Regions from separate parts of the Oryctolagus cuniculus genome. Here region 1 is linked to region 2. A link is a contact called in public Hi-C data. All regions are on one chromosome and are shown on one strand. The core of a region is the stretch at or near the end of the contact, and the rest is flanking DNA. Distances in the headings are between cores, read along the strand shown.

The links. A called contact is a pair of places that touch in the nucleus more often than the background predicts.
Region 1: a Hi-C map of embryonic fibroblasts shows a contact between it and region 2, with 1.7 times the contacts expected there. The contact joins two enhancer-like sites. A contact is called at or near these places in 4 of 6 Hi-C or Micro-C datasets (ear pinna, embryonic fibroblasts, skin fibroblasts and 1 more).

Annotation. Positions count from the first base shown.
Region 1 is chr7:76,585,088-76,590,646 of mOryCun1.1, reverse strand. It overlaps ABCA4 (ATP binding cassette subfamily A member 4), which reads right to left. Exons shown (of 50, transcript XM_051857469.2): 8 at 5,157-5,397; 9 at 3,966-4,105; 10 at 3,274-3,390; 11 at 2,391-2,588. Among named protein-coding and RNA genes, the nearest start is that of ABCA4, 46 kb to the right of the region's middle. Within about 2 kb of position 4,131, at least 2 of the 8 cell types and tissues checked have an H3K27ac peak or open chromatin away from gene starts, as enhancers often do.
Region 2 is chr7:76,521,571-76,527,757 of mOryCun1.1, reverse strand. No RefSeq gene overlaps it. Among named protein-coding and RNA genes, the nearest start is that of ABCA4, 17 kb to the left of the region's middle. Within about 2 kb of position 1,602, at least 3 of the 8 cell types and tissues checked have an H3K27ac peak or open chromatin away from gene starts, as enhancers often do.

The sequences.
Region 1 (5,559 bases), core at 2,882-5,381, 60 kb before region 2:
AAAACGCAAATCAAAGCCACAATGAGATATCATCTCACTCCAGTTGGAAAAGCTATCATCAAAAAGACAAACAAACAAAGCTGGTGAGGATGTGGGGAAAGGGGAACTCTCATCCACTGCTAGTGGGAATGTGAGTTATCACAGCCATTGTGGAAAACAGCCTGAAGCTTCTGTCTGATCCAGCCATCCCACCACTGAGTATACACCCAAAGGAACTGAAGCCAGCATTTCAGAGACATCTGCACTCACGTGCGTCCTAACAATAGCCAAAATGTGGAATCAGTTTAGGTGTGTACCCTCGATGGATGAGTGGATAAATTGACCCCCCCCACACACATTGGAATATTATTCAGCCATTAAAGAATGAGATTCAGGGGTTGGCTCTATGGCACAGTAGGTTAAGCCTCTGCCTGCAGCGCCAGCATCCCACATGGGTGCCGGTTTGTATCCCGGCTGTTCCTCTTCTGATCCTGCTCTCTGCTTATGACCTGGGAAAGCAGTGGAAGATGGCCCAAGTGCTTGGGCCCCTGTACACGTGTGGGAGACTCAGAAGAAGCTCCTGGCTCTTGGCTTCCACCTGGCCCAGCCCTGGCCATTGTGGCCATTTGGGGAGTGAACTAGCAGATGGAAGATCTCTCTCTCTCCCTGTCTCTCCCTCTCTCTGTAACTCTGCCTCTCAAATAAATAAATAAATCTTAAAAAAAAAAAAAAAAAGAATGAGAACACAGAAACATGGATGGTGGACATTGTTTTAAGTTAAATAAATCAGGCATAGAAAATCAGTCAATCCATGTTCTCCCACATTTGTGGAAATTAAAAAGTGGTCGCAAAGAAGGGGAGGATAGAATTGTGGCTGTCAGAACCTAGGAAGGGTATAGGGCTGAGAGGGATGGAAAGTGGTTGGTTAACGGGTACAGGGGTCAAGTCCGATAGCAGGATAACTATGGCTGGCAGCAATTAGTTGACTATTTCAAAAAGAGTAGAAAGGATTTTGAATGTTCCCATGACAAAAAAAAATTAATGTGTGAGTTAGTAGATATGCCAATTACCCTGGTCTGATCATGACACATGGTATACATATATTAAAATGCACACGGTACCCCATAAATATGCATAATTACTCTGTCAATTAAAATAAAATATATTAAAAATAAAAATGAAATAAATGAAGGTAACATACATGAAAGTACTTAGCACAGTGTTGACACCAAGAACCACTCAGTAAATGAGAGTGATAGCTGTTTGTATGAAGGGCAAAGAAAGAAAACCAAGGATGACCCTAAATTCCCTAGCTTGGGAATGGGTGTTGGGCCTGAGGTTTAGATGCTGCTTTGGTTGTCGGAATTCCCTATGAGCGTGCCTAGGTGCCGGTCCTGGCTTGCTCCTGATTCCAGCTTCCGCCTAATGCACACCCTGGGAGGCAGCAGGTGATCCCTCAACTACTTGGATCCCTCCCATCCATAATGGGAGACCCAGATGGAGTTCTTGGCTCTTGATTTTGGCCTGGCCCAGCCCCGGCTATTGTGGGCATTTGGAAAGTGAACCAGTTAATGGGAGATCTGTCTTTCTCTGTCTCTCTCTCTCTGCCTTCCGAATAAAAACAAATTAAAAAAAATTTTTTTCCAAGCTTGAGAATTTGGACAAATGCTGATGCTTTAGATCAGGACAAGAAATGCAGGAGGACAGGTTTTACAGGGAGGGAGAATGCACGTTTAGTGTTTGGACATGTTGACTCTGAAGAGAACTCATGTGTGGGAGCCTCCAGCAACATGGAGGTTGATGGGCCCTGGCCAGTAGGTGGGCACTGAGGTGGTGGCAGACAGGAGAGGTTTTAGGACAGTGATGATTCTCTCAGGGATCCACGAGGGAGGAGGCAAGGGCAGCTGGCAGCAGGAAGTGTGGCGAGATCACGCTGTTAGAGAAGATGCCTGTCTGGGGACTGGGGGAATTTTTTTTTTTTTATTTGACAGGTAGAGTTATAGACAGTGACAGAGAGACAGAGAGAAAGGTCTTCCTTCCATTGGTTCACTCCCTAAATGGCCGCCATGGCCAGTGCTGCGCCGATCCAAAGCCAGGAGCCAGGTGCTTCCTCCTGGTCTCCCACGCGGGTACAGGGCCCAAGCACTTGGGCCATCCTCCACTGCCTTTCCGGGCCACAGCAGAGAGCTGGCCTGGAAGAGGAGCAACTGGGACTAGAACCTGGTGCCCATGTGGGATGCTGGTGCCGCAGGCGGAGGATTAACCAAGTCAGCCACTGCGCCGGCCCCTGAATTCTTGCTTCTTCACTGGGAAAATGAAAACTTCAACTTGAGACCACTTGCTAAGGGATCTGGCCACACCCACGGGGCCATCTTCAAGGGGTCCCCTGTGGACTCCTTGCTGCCCCTTACCTCCAGGTATTGGTGCACCAGGCGTAGTGTGCGATCAGTGACGTTGAACAGGTCCCTCCAGTTGAAGTTGGCCGTGTCGTCGGCCTGGCTCTCTTGAGGACCGTTATGCAGGAAGTTCAGCAGGGTTTCAACAGCAAGGCCTTCCTCACCAAGCTGCCTGTCCAGAAAACCTTTCACCGCTGGGTTCCTCAGGGTATTCTTGGGAAGGAGGAAACAGTCCCAGCTTAGAATCCCACATGACCTTTGGTCTCATTCTTAGCCATTTCCAATCTTCAAGGGCGAGGGTTACAGACTCTAAACCTCCCTAAACAGCTGGCAGCTTTTCTTCCACCAAACGCATACCTATTTCTATCCCTATTGCCCCAACAGATGGATCTCTATAACAGAGGGAAGGTGTGTGGAGGGTGGGAGAGGGGCAGGCGTGGGGCACTAACACGGTGTATAGGGGACTTTTCCTTGTGTAATTTTTGTTCTCTTGTCATTATCCCTGCTTTCTGAGGCTCTGGTGTTGGCACTGCAAAGCTGCATATGAGCCCAGAGAGGCACATTCAACCATCTTGGAAGTTCCAGAGCCAGCCCTTTGGGGGATAGTCTCCTTGGAATCTGAGCCCCTATGTGAATTCATAAAAGCAGGCACCCCAGGAAGCCACTGGAGCTGCGGCAGCTTTTAGCTCTCCTCCACCATTTACGAAAGATGCTTCCCTCCCAAAGCTGGGGGCTCCACTTGGTCACGGTGTCCACATTCAGAACTAGTGCCTTTGGCCCTGCTGGTTATATTTTGACTGAACCACAGCAGTGATCGGCCCTTTCAAGGGAAAGGGAAACAAGTGGAGCCTCCCCAGCCTGTGTCCCCCTCTCCCTGGCCCTGCCATGCCCTCCATACCCTGATCATGTGCATCTGTGGGCTCTTGTCAAAGAAGTACCAGATCTGGGGCCCTATTTCTTCCCAGGCTTTCACCAGATTCCTAAGGCGCTCCAGCTCTTCAAAAGTCGAGTTGGCCTGAGACCACGAGACAGAGACAGAGGCAAGAAGGAAGAGAATAAAGTGAGGAAGGGTCTTTGGCTGTGTCTTTCCTGTTCTACCTCTAACCCCACCCCACCCTGCCCCCCAAACCCTTCAAGCTCAGGAAAGGCTTCTCAAGGACATGTGAGATATTTTGCAGAACCACCTACCATTCCCCATATTGACGACACTACTGTCCCAGAGCCCCACGAAGACTAGATTTGGGGAAATACTCCTCCCCTTTCCTGTCTGTCTTTGCTCTGGGGGAGTAGGGATGCAGAGATGCATGATCCCTTCCAGGAGGGGTATAACTCAAGCAGAGGGAAAGAACCCTGACTGTCAGCCGCGGTGGAGACGGGAGGGCCCGGGCAGGGGCACTGGGGCCAAGCATTCCACTTATGGCCGGGGGTGGGGAGGCTGGAGGTCCACTTAGCAAAGAGCAATCAGGAGACGGGCTGCCAGGAGGGTGCACACGTGCCTACACACACACACACACACACACACACACTCATGCACCACGCATCCTTCTCGGAGGTCTGAGGCGGAAGCCACGAGGCTGGCTGGGATCTTACATTCTTCAGTATCCTTCGTGTTGCAGGGGAATTGGGAGTAAAGAGGATTTTTCCCATCAGCAGAGGCTTTGCGGCCCTCCAGGCTATTTTGGTTAGAGGGCTGGACTCCAGGTTCTGGATCAATGCATTACAAAAGGGTGCTGGCAAGAGAGAAGGGACAGGTTTTATGGGAGCCCCTCTTCCCTCTTCCCCATGGCGGAGGTAGCTGAGCAGAGTGATTAGTAGAGCCAGATCACATGTCCCATCCCACCCCACGCTGGGGAGTTGGCCAGTCACCCGAGTTAACAGGCTCAGCCCCAGCCATGGGCGAGCTCATCGTTAGTAACAAAACGCCACCGTGCCTCTGGATCATGACCTCCTCAGAGAAATAAAGGAAGGGGCTTGCCCTGTGGGTTAGGCTGCTTTAGAACAGGGAGGCTGAGAAGGCCGCTTGCCATTATTGCAAGGGACAGAGGCCATTCTCAGATGAAAGGAACTGAGTGGCTAAGCAGCCCCCCCCCCCCCCCCCGCCCCAAGCTCGGCTTTAGCCTCGCAATTTCCCTTCAATTAGCTGCTTAACTTTTTTGTTGTGTGTAGCTGTCTCCGGGCCCCACAACTTCTGGTGTGTCCCTTGCTGCCTCTTTTCAATTTTTAACTAGAAGGCCACTCGCTTGCTTTTCCTTCCCCACCCCACCCTCCTTTATGTACCTCACAGGAGCCAAAAAGAAGTGGAAGAAGGGGCACATTCCTTGCCAGGGACTTGCCATGTGGAATGCAATTCCGTTCCACACACAACACACACAGATTTTCATTGCACTGTGATTGTGAAAACAACCCCTCCCCCCCGGCCCCAGCCGTGTTTACGTGCCAGGCCCTTCTGACCCGAGCTTGGCATGCGTCTGGGGATTGCCTCCTCTGCTATCACTCTTCTCTTCCCTTCCTCTAGAACTGAGCCCTGGTTCAATTACATCGGTGGGAAGCCGCCCCTCTGCTCCCTTCCCCAAGGGGCCTCCATTCTTTCCGCAGCCCTCACCCAGTATTCTGCATGAGCGTTGCCCCTGTCTGCAAGGGGAAACAGATCTTCCAGGAGCGCTCTGTCTGCCCAAGACCCAAAGAGGCCCAACGCCCCGAACTGGCCTCACCTGGAGGTGTTAAACTCTCATCACACCCAACATCAGCGGCTGATCTGCACACAAGACCCTGGACACTTACTTGTTCTCTTGTCGTAAGAATAGACAGGGTCTTTCCTCGTGGAGTCGATCCCCAGGAAGGCCTTATAGTTATTGTCTTCATACCAGTTGAAGGAGAACACCCGCGAGCCCCCTCCCTCCGGGTAGCCACACAGCAGGTCGGACAGCGCGCCCATCAGCCGTGGGAAGCTCTCCGGGCTGCCGTCCTGCAGCAGAGGTCTGGTCACCCACAGCAAGTCCTGAACACTCGGCCGATGGGCGAACTAGGGCAAAGCGAAGGCTTCCAGTTAGCTTAAGGCAGTCTCAATCAAGACTTCCCCGTATCTGTCCTTGCAACTTCTACCTTTTAAAAGAAAACATGCGTATTCTCAGCCATCCTTCATCCATCCTGCTGTGGAAAGCAAGAAAAGCCAATCCTGTGGCCA
Region 2 (6,187 bases), core at 353-2,852:
GCAACGGGCCAGGAATCAGGATTTAAGCTCTCTGACTCCGAGTCAGTCACTTAACAGCACACTTCTTAGGGTGCTCTGTGTTGATGGGGCCAGGTGGGAGGTGTGTGTATGTGTGTGTGTGTGTGTGTGTTTGTGTGTGTGTGTCTGTGTTGCTGTGTCAGTTTCAAAGACAGGATCTTAAGTCAAGGCCAATGGTCAGAAGAAGACGGATTTCTTTTCCAGTTAGAGGAGTATGGCTCCATTCTCTTGAAGGGTTTGGTGGTTATGCACCTAAGCTGTACTGTCAGACACACCTGGGTTTGAAACTGTATTCCACTGCACACAAAGTGAGTGATCAAAATGTCCTTTTGGATCAGACTTGTCATCTGTGAAGCGGGGCATCATATATCTGCTATCAGAGTTCTGGCTGACAGTGGCTACATCACAGGGCTGTGATGAAATGAGAGTGCGTGGAAAGAAGGGCTGGGGGAAAAGAGCTCAGCCCCGCGCTCACTTGGTAGGAAATGTCTGTTGTGTGGACAGGCATGCAGCGCAGCAACGAAGACCCTGCTTTGGCTGCCACATCCCATATCAGAGTGCCTGGGTCCACATCCCAGCTCGGCTTCCTGCTAACGAGCACCCTGGTGGGCTGCGGGTGGTGGCTCAAGTAGTTGGGATCCTGCCACCCACAGGAGAGACGTGGACGGAATTCCTGGCTTCCGCTTTGGCCTGGTCCAGTCTTAACCACAGTGGTGATTTGAGGAGTGAATCAGCAGATGGGAGATTCTCTCTCTCCTTAGAAATTAGTCAAAACAAAACCAAGCAAACAAACAAAACTGCTGTTGATGCACTTGCCACGTAATGTCTTGAAATCAGCGACACAATCAGCCTCTTAAATCAGAGATCCATCCTCACACCCATGAAAACACGCCTGGGAGAACGGGTGTGTCCAGTCACACACCTGCTGTTTCTCCTCTCTCTTGCCTCATTTCTGACACTTTGCCCCTCTTCAAACCTTCACAGCAGCAAAGATTCTGGACAGTTCCGTAGGGGGCAAATATGCATCACCTCTGGGACACAGACTCCCCTGTGCTTCCCCACACCCTGCGGTGCAGGCCTGGTGCTCCTGTCACAGGGGAGGAAGCGCCCTCACCGACGGCTGGTGAGCTGCCAAGGCCACAGAGCGTGCAAATAGAAAGCGGGGCGGAAGCCCGGCCTTCCCGTTCCTTCCCGCCGCATACGTCTCGGACAAAGCCGGAAACAAGTACATGGTTGAATCCTCCTGATTTCTCTCTCCCCTTCCTGTACATAATGTCAGGAGCTGCTGTGAAAGTTCCCGGTGCATCGGGCAGGGGAGCAGCACCCGGTTCTCCACCCGCCACCCCAAACCACCATTGGTTGGTCATGGCTTGGTCCCTTTTATTCAAACGGGGAAACGGGGCAGCTGGAGTGGAGCATTTTCTACAAAGGAAAGCTGAGTCATTTGTTTGTCACTGATTTCTATTCTAACCTCCCTCGGTGCTGATGGATGGCAAAAAGCTCCCAGACCTTTGGATGACTCATGCAGACATGGGCAGCTTGTCTGCGGTTCCAATGCGGGTGCCAGCAGCACTGATTTCCTATTCCTCCCGGCTTCAGAAGCCGTCACAGTAGACCTTCGCTACCATGGTGAGCACCCAAAGGGCGAAAAACATGGCATTCATTGTACCACCTTCCATGCCTTTTTCCATTCTGAAGAGGGGGCTTCTCCCTGGGGCCCTGCAGGTCAATGTGTCTCCCAGCCCTATTTGCAAATGGTCCATGACTCCCTTCTGAGAGCGCTGCCCAGATTTCCCTCCCACTGCTCAGGTCAGGCAAAGACAAAACTGAGAGGAAGGGCAAGAGGCAGGAGAGCCGGAGGCAGGCAGAGGCGGGAGGCGCCGGCCACAGGGCCTTCCCCCAGCAGTGCCTCTTCTCAGGCGGCGAAGTGCCTGCGGCACTGGCGCCCTAGCAAAGCTTGGCTGTTTGCGTCCCGGAGCACTGGCCTAACTAACAGAACTGTCCTGCGACCGCAGGTGTTGACCAACCGCCTCGGAGAGCTGTTAGGGTGCCAGATCGTTTCGTAGTTATCTCTCCTGATTCCATTATGAATTGCATTGGAAGTACATTGTTGTAGTGCATCTGTTTCCTACAGATCAAAGGGTAGAGTTCGTGAAAATATTCTGCACACTTTTTGTAAGAGAGTTCCATCCGCTGGGTTTGAGAGCATTCGCTCCTGGACTGAGCCGGCAATGAATGTTCCAAGGGGCATATAAGTCTCTGGCTTTTTAACACCAAGGGCGGGCGCTGTGTCGCTGCAGGTTAAAGCTGCTGCTTGTGACTCTGGTATCCCGTGTGAGCGCCAGGGCAAATCCCGGCTGCCCCACTTCTAATCCAGCTCCCTGCTAATGCCCCTGGGAAAACAGCAGAAGAGAACCCAAGTGCCGGGCCCCTGCCACCCCTGGGGGAGACCTACATGGAGTTCTTGGCTCTTGGCTTTGCCCCAATCCAGCCCTGGCTGCTGTAGTGGCGTTTGTGGAGAAAACGAAAGGATGAGGTTCTCCTCTCTCTGTCTCTCAAATAAACAGATAAATGAATAAATCAATAATTTAAAAAATATAGAGAGCAGTGTCTTAAAACGAAAACAAAAATGGAAGCACCCTGGAATGCTTGTTACACGTACCGGGTCCCAGGCTTCTTGGCCTGGCTACTCAGTGAGACCTCCTGCAGGTGGGGCCCAGGAATCTGTGTGTTTAACAAGCTTTGCAGGTGACTAGCTTGCCCAACGTTGAGCTGCATCCCAGAGGCGACCAGGAAGACAGGCCGGTCTCCCCCGGAGTGGCAGGGACTGCTTTCAGGCTGTCTTGTTCAAGTCCAGGTAATTATTTTTAGGCTTGCTACAAACGAAAGTGGAGTTGGTCTGTAACAAGAAAATCTGACATTGATTCTATTACATCACCAAACGTAGCACACCAAAACCAAACCTACAACTCTTAGGGCCTTTTCACCTGCTAAATCACACAGCTCAGCTCTGGGACACTTCCTGTACAGCGTTATCTGACTGCACAGTTATTTGTTCCTTTTGAATTCAAGGAAAAAGATTCCCTGATTTAAAGAATGTTTTGTGACAACAAAGATGTCTTCTTTCTGCAGTCTTAGAAACTAAAAGAAAAAAAATGTAATTACAGAAGAGGCTGGGCCTGTCCGGGTTGAACCAATAATGGGCCCCAGTGACGCAGCTCAAGCAAGCGCGGTGTGGCTTTGGCAGCGTTTTATTTGCTCAGAGCCGTGGGGCCGACCTGATGAGGTGACTGCCAGAGGCCTCTCCAGTGAAGGCATACGTCTCATAAACTTGGTCTCGGGCCAGGTCACCAATTATGTAAACAGTTTTTGAGGGATGTCTGTGTGCCAGGCTATTAACGCTGGATTCCGCGGGTGGAATTTGTGTCTCTCCACTCTCAGCGGTGTCAGAATTATTAGCAGAGCTTTTTCAACGTAGTGCGGCGTGGGCCTCAACCCCAGACCCACTGAATCAGAGCTCTGGGGAGCAGCATGCAAGCAAATGAGTTCGTAAACCTGTCCAGGTGAACTTTAAAAAAAAAAAAAAAGATTTACTTATTTATTTGAAAGTCAGAGTTACACAGAGAGAGGAGAGGCAGAGAGAGAGGTCTTCCATCCACTGGCCCACTCCCCAACAGGCTGCAATGGCCAGAGCTGTGCTGATCCAAAGCCAGGAGCCAGGGGCCTCTTTTGGGTCTCTCACATGGGTGCAGGGGCCCAAGGACTTGGACCATCCTCCACAGCTTTCCCAGGCCGTAGCTGAGAGCTGGATTGTAAGTGGAGCAGCTGGGACATGAATCAGTGCCCATACGGGATGCCGGTACTACAGGTGCAAGCAGCGACTTTACCTGCTACGCCACAGGGCTGGCCCTTCCAGGTGACCTTAACACAGACCCAAGGTTGAAACCCTCTGAGTTAAATCGCACATTATGAAACACTAATACCCCTGCTTTCAAGAAAAGTGGTGTGTATGTGTATGTATATAATATCTACATATGAAGTGAATATGGCAAAAATATGAAAATTAGTTAAATAAATAAATATAATTTTTTTGAAAAAAGAAAACATCATATAAATGGTCTTCCCTTTCTGAGAATTCTTTTAGTCTACATTAGGTACTACTGTTGTAAACACACCTGTCGTAGGACGTGTAGTAATAACACACCTTAGACAAAATATCACAGCGACGAACAGCATCAAATATGACATAGAGACAAATGGAAAGACAGAAGCATAATGCAAAATTGGCAGCGTTCAGGGCAAGCACAAAGATGTTCTGGACAAATTCGATGGCATCTGGTTAGCAGGAAAAGCTACAGACACCGCTGTTCCTTCTCTGGAATTTCACGTTAACTGCTCCCACCCAGACAAGCTGGTTCTAGTTTAAAAGGTGCTGCTTTTCCTTCTTCATAATTCTGATGTAAGTGTTTGAAGCCATATAAAAAGTATACATAGGAATCGTCTAGAATGTAGATTGTTTTTAAGCTTTACAAGTTCTAATTTTCCTAGGGTCGAGCTACAAACAGCTACGCCCTGCACGAGACAGCCTGTGTTGCCCAGGAAGAATGAAAGCTCTGCGAACATGTATGAACACATGTCACAGCCATGTCTCCGTGACCTCCAGGCAGTGCTGTCTCCTGTGAAGAGAGATCAAAGGTTTGCAGCCTGGCTCCCGGGAGGTTCTCTGTGGAATGCGTTTCTCTCCGCAGTTGCTCCAGGGCGCTCAATTCAATTCTAAGCAGATTTCTTTAATCCTTGCCTCTAACTGGGTCAGCCATCTGATTTTAAGTATTAAAATTTTAAGTAGCAGACATATGCACAGACGATTATTGAAAGAGCCGCGACAACCTTTCCCTGAAAAGTGGCTTTTCCTCTGATATTTTCAGAAGACCCAGTTCACATAAGTGGAGAAACCACGCGCAGGGCCACCTGCATCTTGGGGGAGGGGGAGAAGTACCGCTGGTGGCCGGCAGATGCTAGACATGCCAAAAATTCCATCCAGTTTTTTTTTTTTTTTTTTTTTTTTTGGTAATAGGCTACTTAGGAAAAAGTGCTTAATTAGCTTATTAAATTCTTGATACCCATTTAGAAAGATTTTGTTGGGTAGTTTGAGGACCTGGTCTTAAAGAGAATTTTCAGAGTTGGGGTAAATATGCTTTAAAATCAGAAAATCCAAACGAAACAGTTAATTTTGTGGTTGCCTACCCTTCACCAAAGACAAGATGAATAGGTAAATGGTGACAATATTGCAGTGCAGCTGTTAGGGACTCCTCATTAACTTGGAGTAATTTCTATATGCTCTGGCATCTGACAGAATTTTCTAGTTGTTTCTAGTTTGTCCTGATTCTCTTCAAGCTTTTAGGTTTGCAATTATATTTCATCTGAAAATAGAGATCCTGTCATCTCCTCCTTTCCACGCCTTTCGCCTCTACATTCTTGTCCAGCTGTGCCAGCCGATGTTTCCAGCACTCTGCTCGGTGGCCAAGAGCAGCAGTGGGCGCCTTTCTGGTCACGTTTCTCTCTACAAGAACGCCATCCCACTCCAGGCCCAGATGCCACGACACCGACAAGTGTTCCGTTACGGCAGCTTCCATGCATTCCTGGAATAAACTCCGGACTTTACTAATGACTCATGGAGCCGGGCTGGATGTATAGGGGTTGTAGTTCCCTTCCTTAAGTAAATAAACCAGGGAAAGCTTTGGAGGTCTCTGGGCTGAACAGCTATCACAGAAAACATATCTTATCCTTCGCGGTATCCATGGTTCATAGGTCAAAGGTGAACTGTAAGAGACATTTCTAGATGCCCTTGCAGCTTTATAATTGAGTCTCCCAACCACGAAGCCACAGGAGGCAGAGCACACCCCCGGCCTCAGGCCTGCCTCTCTCCCTCCGCAGAGTTTTAGCCACGGGGGACTTCTGGGAGACAGCGGGCCCCTAAAAGTTCTACGCTGCTGCCTCTTTCCACCAGTCGGGACTCCCTGGCCACGTGTAGTAAGTCGCCCTGGAAGAGGCCTTTCCACCGTGGACACAGCGGCCGCTTTCCTTGTTAGCCGTGTCTCAGAGACTGGGGAGAGGCCACAGGCTCAGGACTACAAATGCCATGAGACGCCGGGGACACTGATAGCGAGAT